Regions from separate parts of the Sus scrofa genome. Here regions 1 and 3 are each linked to region 2. A link is a contact called in public HiChIP or PLAC-seq data. All regions are on one chromosome and are shown on one strand. Each heading gives the region's core, a stretch centred on a gene start, on an enhancer-like site or on the middle of the called end of the contact. The rest is flanking DNA. Distances are from core to core; before and after follow the strand shown.

Region 1 (2,700 bases), core at 55-2,554, 430 kb before region 2:
GGATCTGACGTTGCCATGACCTGTGGTGTAGGTTGCAGACGAGGCTGGGATCCCGTGTTGCCATGGCTGTGGTGTAGGCCTGTGGCTACAGCTCCAATTAGACCCCTAGCCTGAGCGGCCCTAGAAAAGGCAAAAAGACCAAAAAAAAAAAGTGTGTTACTTCTGAATGTAAACACTTACTCTGAGGTAGAAGTTAACAGAGCGAAGTCATTTTTTTCTTGAGGTTTTCCCAATTTAGTTGACATTTCTCTTGTTGGTCTGGTTGCATAATTAATGTGCTTGAAATATTATTTTGTAAAAAATTGAGGAATCAGTCAGCAAAATCTGAGTGTATGGGAGTTTTATGGCTGAAGAAAAATCCTTTACTCTGTGAAGGACACGTATAGCTACAGGAAGTTTCATGGGACGAATGGGGAAGAGTACCCCTTTAAAACACTTGATTTGTGATCACTATGAAACATCCGAGTGCTTAATCTATGTTTTGGATCATATTTGCGTTTTTCAGATCTCTTCTAAGTGAATTCTATAAACACATGTAGTTGTGTTCTACCCTGTTGATCCCGTCCATGTCTAGATCATTTAGTATACTGTTTTTGAGTTGATTACAGACTTTTCTTAGTGGTAGCTGTCTTAATCGTCTCTGTAGCATGCACAGTGTCTGGTACTTTGTAGATGCTCAGAAGTGCTTCATTAGCATTTCCCTTAGTATCTTGTATTTGAGTTAATCACTTAAGCTCTTCATCTCTACTGTTAATTCTCTGTTTTCATACATAATAGCAGTTCTTTCAGTATTGTGTTCAAGATTTATATTGCTCAGCAGCAGTGTTGGTTATGGTGAACCAGAAATACATAGCTGTTAAGCCAGGACTAAAATAAAAGACTCACTCAGTTTTGGGATGAATAAGGATAAGATGGCCTGGAAATTGACTCTAGGCATGGGTATTGGGTATTGGAGCCAGTTACACTAGAGAAGTAAACTGGGCATTGGGCTGGGCTATGTGACGTATGAATAGAGACTAAAAGCTATGACTGCCACCTGGAAAATGTTTCTGATGGCAGGAAGGAGAGATAGTATTGTAACCAGAGTAAGCGCGGCTAGGTTTATTTAAACACTGGGATATTGCTATCCTTCTGGAAGAAAGAACTTTTGAACTTGAGTCTTTCCGCTTCCAGCAGGGAGTGAATAAATTGCTATCAGACTGATTCACCTTTAGAAAGCAAATCTAAAAATATACCTTGTATTATATAAGGCTACTGCCAGGAACTGGGGAGCAAATACAAGCAGAGCTGGAATGGAGTTAGTACTTGGAGGAGGGAAATTTATATAGCTGGTGCTTGTTTGCCTGGCTTTTAGAGTAGGTCAGGCACAGTAGGTAGTTCTAATTCCAACTTGGGGGAAGTCCCTGTTAGAAAAAGGGGAATCCAAAAAAAAAAGGAAAAGGGATCCTTCAATTCTTACTGACCCCTGAAATACACATGTGCAAAACAGACTTTAAAGGTCTGACTTGACACCCAAGAAACGAATTTTATAGTTTTGAATTATAAGCCACCTTGACCTCATTGGTATTTTATAAAACATTATACCTGATAACTGGTGAATTCACATTTTTTTTCAAGTGCACATGTCCATTCACCGGGATAAAACATACGGTAGGTCATAAGAGGGAAAAAAGATTCAAATTATATAGAAGATGAACTCTGACCAAATGGAATTAAACCCCAAATGTTTGGAAATTGAACAATATACGTATAATCCATTGGTTGAGATATCATCAGAAAAGCTAGAAAATATTTTTACCTAAATGATAATGAAAATGCAGCATAAAATTTGTGAGATGAAGTTCAAGCAATGTTTACAGGAAATTTAAATCTATAAAAGTTCATATTTTAAAAACTCAGTTATTTTCATTTTTCTAATTAAAATTAAATTATTTTCATTTTTCTAAAAAATTAAATACAGCAAACTGAAACCAGGGTAGGTAGAAAGAAAAAAATAAAAATAAGAAATTACTGAAATAGAAAATGGACAACTAGAAAAAAAATAAATTTTTTTAAAGATTAATTAAATAGATAAGGCTATAGCTTGGCTGAATCCAGAACGAAAGAGAGAAGACACTAATTACCAGTATCTATAATAAAATGGACATCATTATAGATCCTACAGGTATTAAGAGAGAGCTTTTAAGGGAATATTACAAGCAACTTTAAGCCAGTTAATTTGAAAACTTAGATGAAATGTCTTTAAAAAAAAAAAATTATAACCAAGAAGTAACAGAACACTTGAATAGCCCTATATTGACTAAAGAGGCTGAATTTATAATTTAAAATTTCCTTACCTCCCCCCCCCAAATGTAAAGCCTAGGTGCTCATACTAACGAATTTTATCAAACTCTAAGAAAGAAGTAGTATGAATGCTATATGAAGTCTTTGGTAAAAGGTATAAGAAGGGAATACTATGTTTTAACTTTAATTACCATAAATTGGTCATTACTAGCATTATCATGATACCATCACAAAAAGAAAATAAATATTCCTCATATATACAGAAATTCTTAATAAAATTGTAGCATGTTGAATTAAATGATATATGGGGTATATCTTGGTATCAAGATTAATTTAACGTCTGTGGATTGATCAATGTAATTGATCATATCAGTAGAATATAGGTATATGGTTATTTCAATAGATGCATTGAAATAA
Region 2 (2,702 bases), core at 6-2,505:
CCTCTGAGGACAGGTTTGGCTGCTCTCCTGGGTGTATCGTCTCTGCCTGGAGAAGAGATGCTGTGTGTGAGCATCTGGGCTTGGGTAGGGCACTGGTTTTGCTCTCCTCCCCAGTCTTATCTGGCCTGAGACTCCACACTGGGCCTCCCCGGATAGTGGCACTCACAGGGCGCTGGCCTGGTGTGGGTCTGAGGCTGGTGGGTGGAGAGGGCCCTGGCAGTGGTGGCAGAGCTGTTTCCCTCAGATCTGGAGGCCTCATCATACTTAGAAGAGTTCTGAAGACCTGCCTCTAACACGTAAAAATTCCTCACTAAGATTTTAACGGGAAAGAGCCACTGTGGTGGCTCAGTGTTAATGGCCCTGACTAGTATCCATGAAGACTTGGGTTCAATCCCTGGCCTTGCTCAGTGGGTTGAGGATCTGGTGTTGCTGTGAGCTGTGGTGTAGGTCGCAGATGTGGTTCAGATGCCACATTGCTGTGGCTGTGGGGTAGGCCAGCAGATGTAGCTCTGATTCTACCCCAAGCCTGGAAACTTCCATATGCAGTAGTTGTGGCCGTAAAAAAAAGGAAGCAAGAAAGAAGTCATGGGGAATTATTTTTTGTTCCAGAGCCGCACATGCAGCATATGGAAGTTGCCAGGCTAAGGGTCCAATCAGAACTGCAGCTGCTGGTCACTTCTATAGTCTCACCTGCCACCTAGAGCGCAGGTTGTGGCCAGATCCTCAGCCCACTGAGTGAGACCGGGGATTGAACCTGCATCCCCATGGATACTGGTGGGTTTTGTTTCCCCGCTGAGCCACAAGGGAAAGATTTCAACGGGAAATCTAAGATTTCAACAGGTCAGAGATCATCCAGCTATCTTTGCTTTATCACCAGGGAGGGGGCTTAGGTTTACAGGGAAAATGTGAGGAGGGGGGCTGTGAAAGTCAGGAAGGAGGGAGGGCAAACACAGCTAAAAACCAAGGCTCAAGTCGCACGCAAGCGTGCAGAAGCTCTTGGAACGTGGCCTCAGCACTGCAAGCAGACGGCAAGCACCAGGAGTCCTTTTGTTGGTAAGGGGAATGGACCAGGGTTCCCAGACTCCGGGAGCAGAGCAGATGATATAAGTTCCAAGAAACATCAGGAAGTTCCTGCAAAGCCATGATGCCCAGGCCTAGCTGGTCGCTTGCGCGTTTCTTCCCCAGCTGACACTCAGCGTTCAGGGCTGCATGTCGACACTCTCTGGCCTCCAAGGTCACTTCCTCCGTGGAGCCTGACGTGTGAGCTGTGCAGGGAGGCCAAGGTCAGGGCAGATGGAAACCTGATCCAGGGTTTTCAGAGCTGCCAGAGCATGGGAGGGGGGGTGCTGGGGGAGCACAGTGGGTAACAGCTTAAGGTGCCCTGTGCACGGGGCCCATGGCACAGGGCCTGGGGCTGGGAGTCCCGCAGCTTCCAGAAGCCCTGCTCAGCCCTGGGATGCTCTTTTGGGAGGTCGGCCACAGGAGCCCAGGGTCTCCCCTTCGGCAGGGGTGTCTTCCACAGGGCAGGGGATCAGGGCCTCTGTCACAGGAAGGATTGCAGCCCCATCTCCCCTCTGGGACCTGACAACAAAGGACAGCAGCAGAAACACAAATCCCTGGACAGAGCTGTGTGGCCTGGGGACTCGCGATTCGGGTAGAGGAGAGACTCCTGTCCAGGGGCTCCTTTGCCAGCAGGGCCGTTTCCCATGGAGCCCCCCTGCTCCCCAACCAGCCCCAAGCCCAGTTTTATGGGGAGACTGGCAGGTGAGAAAAGCTGACAGGTCTTGGCTCTCCCCTTGTTTTGCTGTCTCAAGTTCAGAGCCAACATTACAACTTACTGTATAGAACATGAGCTTCCTCAAGAATTAATCCACCAGGGTTCTGCGTGATTGCAGCCAACTGTGTGAATCAACCAAATAGTGACAGGAAAAGAGTCATCAGGGCTCCTCTTGCTGGGTCTGAGATGCGGGGTGGCGGCGTCGTGATGGCGGAACACTTATTCCTGGTGACAGTGTCAGAACCAGAGAGAAAACAGCTTGATTTCCAGGTTCTAGGTTGAGCCCGCCAGGCTGGCAAAAAGTCTATTGCTCTGCCAACGAAGCAAATTCGATTCCTAAGTTGCGAGAGAGAAAAAATTCTGGCCCTTTTATGTCCCTTTTAATATAACGGCACTTTAATAACTGGCATCTCTTTATATCATTCCAGAATTTTAAGACTTCACTTGGTGTGGGGCCACTAAGCCACACTCAAGAAGCTTCTTAAAAAAAATCTTTAAAAATAACACAGAGTTCCTATGTGCCTGCATGTGTGTGTGTATATATGTATGTGTGTGCACATGCGTGTGTGTGTGTGCGTGTGTTATTCCTGTTTGTGCATGTGTGTGTGTATTATGCATGAGTGTGTATTATGTGTGTGTGTGTTCACTACTTTGGATTGTATGACTTTCAAACCGGCTGTTGCAGAGGGGGGAGGGTTTGTGTTTTCTAAAAACTACAGCAGCCATGAGTGGTTAATGTTTTTCTAGACCCAAATCGAGGCTCCCCCGCAGAAGTCTCAGAATGAATCAGATCATTTTTTACGACTGACCTAAAGGCTTCCAAATTATTTTCTACCGAAAGGGCATCCAAGATTGTAAAGTAGCACCTGTAACCCCTGAAGGACCCAGCACACAGATTGGAAGGGCAGGGGCTCTCCAAGAGGAG
Region 3 (2,700 bases), core at 52-2,551, 330 kb before region 2:
GAGAAAGGTCAGGGAAAGGAAAAAAAAAAAAAAAAAAAAAAAAAAAACAAGCATTGGTATATTTTTGCAAATTGTGTGTTTGTGTAAACAAGCAACTTTTAAAGATAAAACAATATTTGACATAAAATCATAAAGGAGAAGTAGAAGAAGAGGAGGCAGAGAAAGAGGAGGCAGAAATGGAAACAGCAATTTTCAAGGAAGAGTTTAAGCGAGTCAATCTGTTCATGTGTCTGGGCAGGCAAAGTTATTTCATAAGAAATCATTTCAAAATTTGATTTTATTTCTCAAGTCCGAGTTTCAGTTCCCTTGTTGGGAACAGAAAAGCAAGTGAGGACATAGATGGGGATTTTCATTCTTAAAACACTCCCGAGGTGCTGTCTTTTTAGAACAGAAGCCTGCTACTCTCTCTTCATTATAGACTCAAAATCTTTTTTTTTTCTTTCCCCTCCTGATCTGGTGTTCATTGAACAGTCTATCAACCTGACAGTCAGAGGCTTCATACAATGCCTGCCATTGCTAGGTGCTGGGAAGATACTTAAGGAAGCCAGATAACTTTTAAAGATAGTTTTGAGAAAAAAAGCAACACCTAAAATAAAATTCTTCGAGAGAGAGAGAGAGAGAGACTCCCTTGGAGAGAAATGAGCTGAAATTAGACATAATACCTATTTTTATCCTCTTGAAATTCAAATTTTCTGGAACCTAGATTAAGGTTACTATGTGAGCTTTCTTCTTTTCTTTAATTCCTAAAGGGTTTTAAGAATAACATTTCCTTTCCTTCCTCTTATCTTTCTCTCACACTTGAGACTGACTGTATTCTCGTGGAGGGCACCAATGAACCAATTCTAGTTTATGGGCATCATAGGACTGCATGTGTGACTGCAATGGCATCTTCCCCATGGAATTCTGGCAGGACATCAGAATCCTCGTATGGTGCTCCAGTCACCCACTAGAGCCGACATGCCAGTTGAAGATCTAGTTGCCATCCTGATATAGAGAGGTGGCCTGCAGTGGAATGGGGACCCAGGTGACCCAACAGAAGGGAAGGAGGAGGACAACAGTCGGTGGATGGGCTGGGGAAGAAGGTAAGAAACAGGATGAGTAATGAAGGAAGGGGTGGAGAGGTAGACCCATGCCTGGGCACTCCTTACATGGGCAGAGAGAACTGGCTTGGTGAAAGTGACAAGGTTGAAAGTTCAGAATGAACTTTCTGGTGTGAAGTTGCTTCTTGGCTCGTGTAGGTCAAGGCTGCTCAGTTATTTAATACTGGCATCTAACAGCATATGTAATGTCTATCTACGTAGTTCCTTTTTTTTTTCTTTTCTTTTTAATGGCCACATCTGCCACATACGGAAGGTCCCAGGCCAGGGATTGAATCTGAGTCACAGCTGCCACCTACACCACAGCTGCAGATGGGAATGCTGGGTCATTTAACACACTGTGCCAGGCTAGGGATCAAGCCTGCACCTCTGCAGTGATCTGAGCCACTGCAGTCTGATTCTTAATCCACTGCACTACAGTGGGAACTCCTATGGTTCCTTTTTTCTCTTATGTTTCTAATAAAGAAGATCATACAACTCACAAAATTAACTTGAAATTGATTAAAGACTTAAATGTAAGACCTGAAGCCATAAAACTCCTTGAATAAAATGTAGGGAAAAGCTTCCTGACATTGGTTTTGGCAGTGATTTTTTTGGATATGACACCAAAAGCACAAGCTATAAAGCAAAAATAAACAGGTCGGACTGTATCAAATGACAAAGCTTCTAAACAGCAAAGGAAAACATCAACAAAATTAAAAGGCAACCTACTGAATCAAAGAAAATATTTGCAAATCATACATCTGATAAGAGTTAATATCCGAAATACATAAGGAAGTCATACAGCTCAACAGCAACCCCCCCCCCAAATAATCCAATTAAAACGTGGGCAAAGGAATGGAATAGGCATTTTTCCCAAGAAATACAGATGGCCAACGTGTCCATGAAAAGTTGCTCAGCATCACTAATCATCAGGGACATGCGCCAGAACCACAATGAGACATCACCCTACACCTGTTAGGACGGCTAGCATCAAAAAGGCAAGAGATAACAAATGCTGGGGAGGATGAAAGGGAAGCCTTGCACACTGTTGGTGGGAATGTAAACTGGTGCAGCTACCGTAGGAAACCGTGCGGAGGTTCCTCAAAAAATTAAGAATAAAACCACCATAATGACATCCGAAGAAAATGAAACCTCCGTCTTAAAGAGATAGATAGCCGCATCCTCAAGTTCACTGTAGCATCAGTCATAAGAGCCGAAATATGAAGTGTCCCTTGACAATGACTGGATAAAGAAGAAACAGTATCTACTCTACATACAATGGAATAATCTTCAGCCACGAGAAAGAAGGAAATCCCGCCATTTGCTACAACACGGATGCATCTTGAAAGTATTATGTTAAGTGAACTAAGTCAGAGAAATAAAATATTGCATGCTCTCACTTATATGCCCAATCTTTTTTTTTTTTTTGTCTTTTGTCTTTTTTGAGGGCTGCACCCACGGTATATGGAGATTCCCAGGCTAGGGGTCTAATCGGAGCTGTAGACGCCAGCCTATGCCACAGCCATAGCAACTCGGGATCGAAGCTGTGTCTGCGACCTACACCACAGCTGGAGGCAACACTAGATCCTTAACCCACTGAGCGAGGCCAGGGATTGAACCT

What was found. HiChIP or PLAC-seq counts read pairs in DNA pulled down with a chosen protein or histone mark.
Region 1: a contact with region 2 is called in an H3K27ac HiChIP or PLAC-seq map of skeletal muscle. The contact joins two enhancer-like sites. A contact is called at or near these places in 1 of 47 Hi-C or Micro-C datasets (psoas muscle) and 2 of 2 datasets of contacts at active chromatin or transcription factors (alveolar macrophages and skeletal muscle).
Region 3: a contact with region 2 is called in an H3K27ac HiChIP or PLAC-seq map of alveolar macrophages. The contact joins two enhancer-like sites. A contact is called at or near these places in 2 of 47 Hi-C or Micro-C datasets (embryonic fibroblasts and subcutaneous adipose tissue) and 2 of 2 datasets of contacts at active chromatin or transcription factors (alveolar macrophages and skeletal muscle).

The regions. Positions count from the first base shown.
Region 1 is chr1:4,799,770-4,802,469 of Sscrofa11.1, reverse strand. All of the region lies in intron 3 of QKI (QKI, KH domain containing RNA binding), which reads left to right. Among named protein-coding and RNA genes, the nearest start is that of QKI, 82 kb to the left of the region's middle. Within about 2 kb of position 1,304, at least 2 of the 83 cell types and tissues checked have an H3K27ac peak or open chromatin away from gene starts, as enhancers often do. A contact at or near this core is called in skeletal muscle, where this site is marked.
Region 2 is chr1:4,373,049-4,375,750 of Sscrofa11.1, reverse strand. No RefSeq gene overlaps it. Among named protein-coding and RNA genes, the nearest start is that of QKI, 510 kb to the left of the region's middle. Within about 2 kb of position 1,255, at least 22 of the 83 cell types and tissues checked have an H3K27ac peak or open chromatin away from gene starts, as enhancers often do. A contact at or near this core is called in alveolar macrophages and skeletal muscle, where this site is marked.
Region 3 is chr1:4,701,697-4,704,396 of Sscrofa11.1, reverse strand. No RefSeq gene overlaps it. Among named protein-coding and RNA genes, the nearest start is that of QKI, 180 kb to the left of the region's middle. Within about 2 kb of position 1,301, at least 1 of the 83 cell types and tissues checked has an H3K27ac peak or open chromatin away from gene starts, as enhancers often do. A contact at or near this core is called in alveolar macrophages, where this site is marked.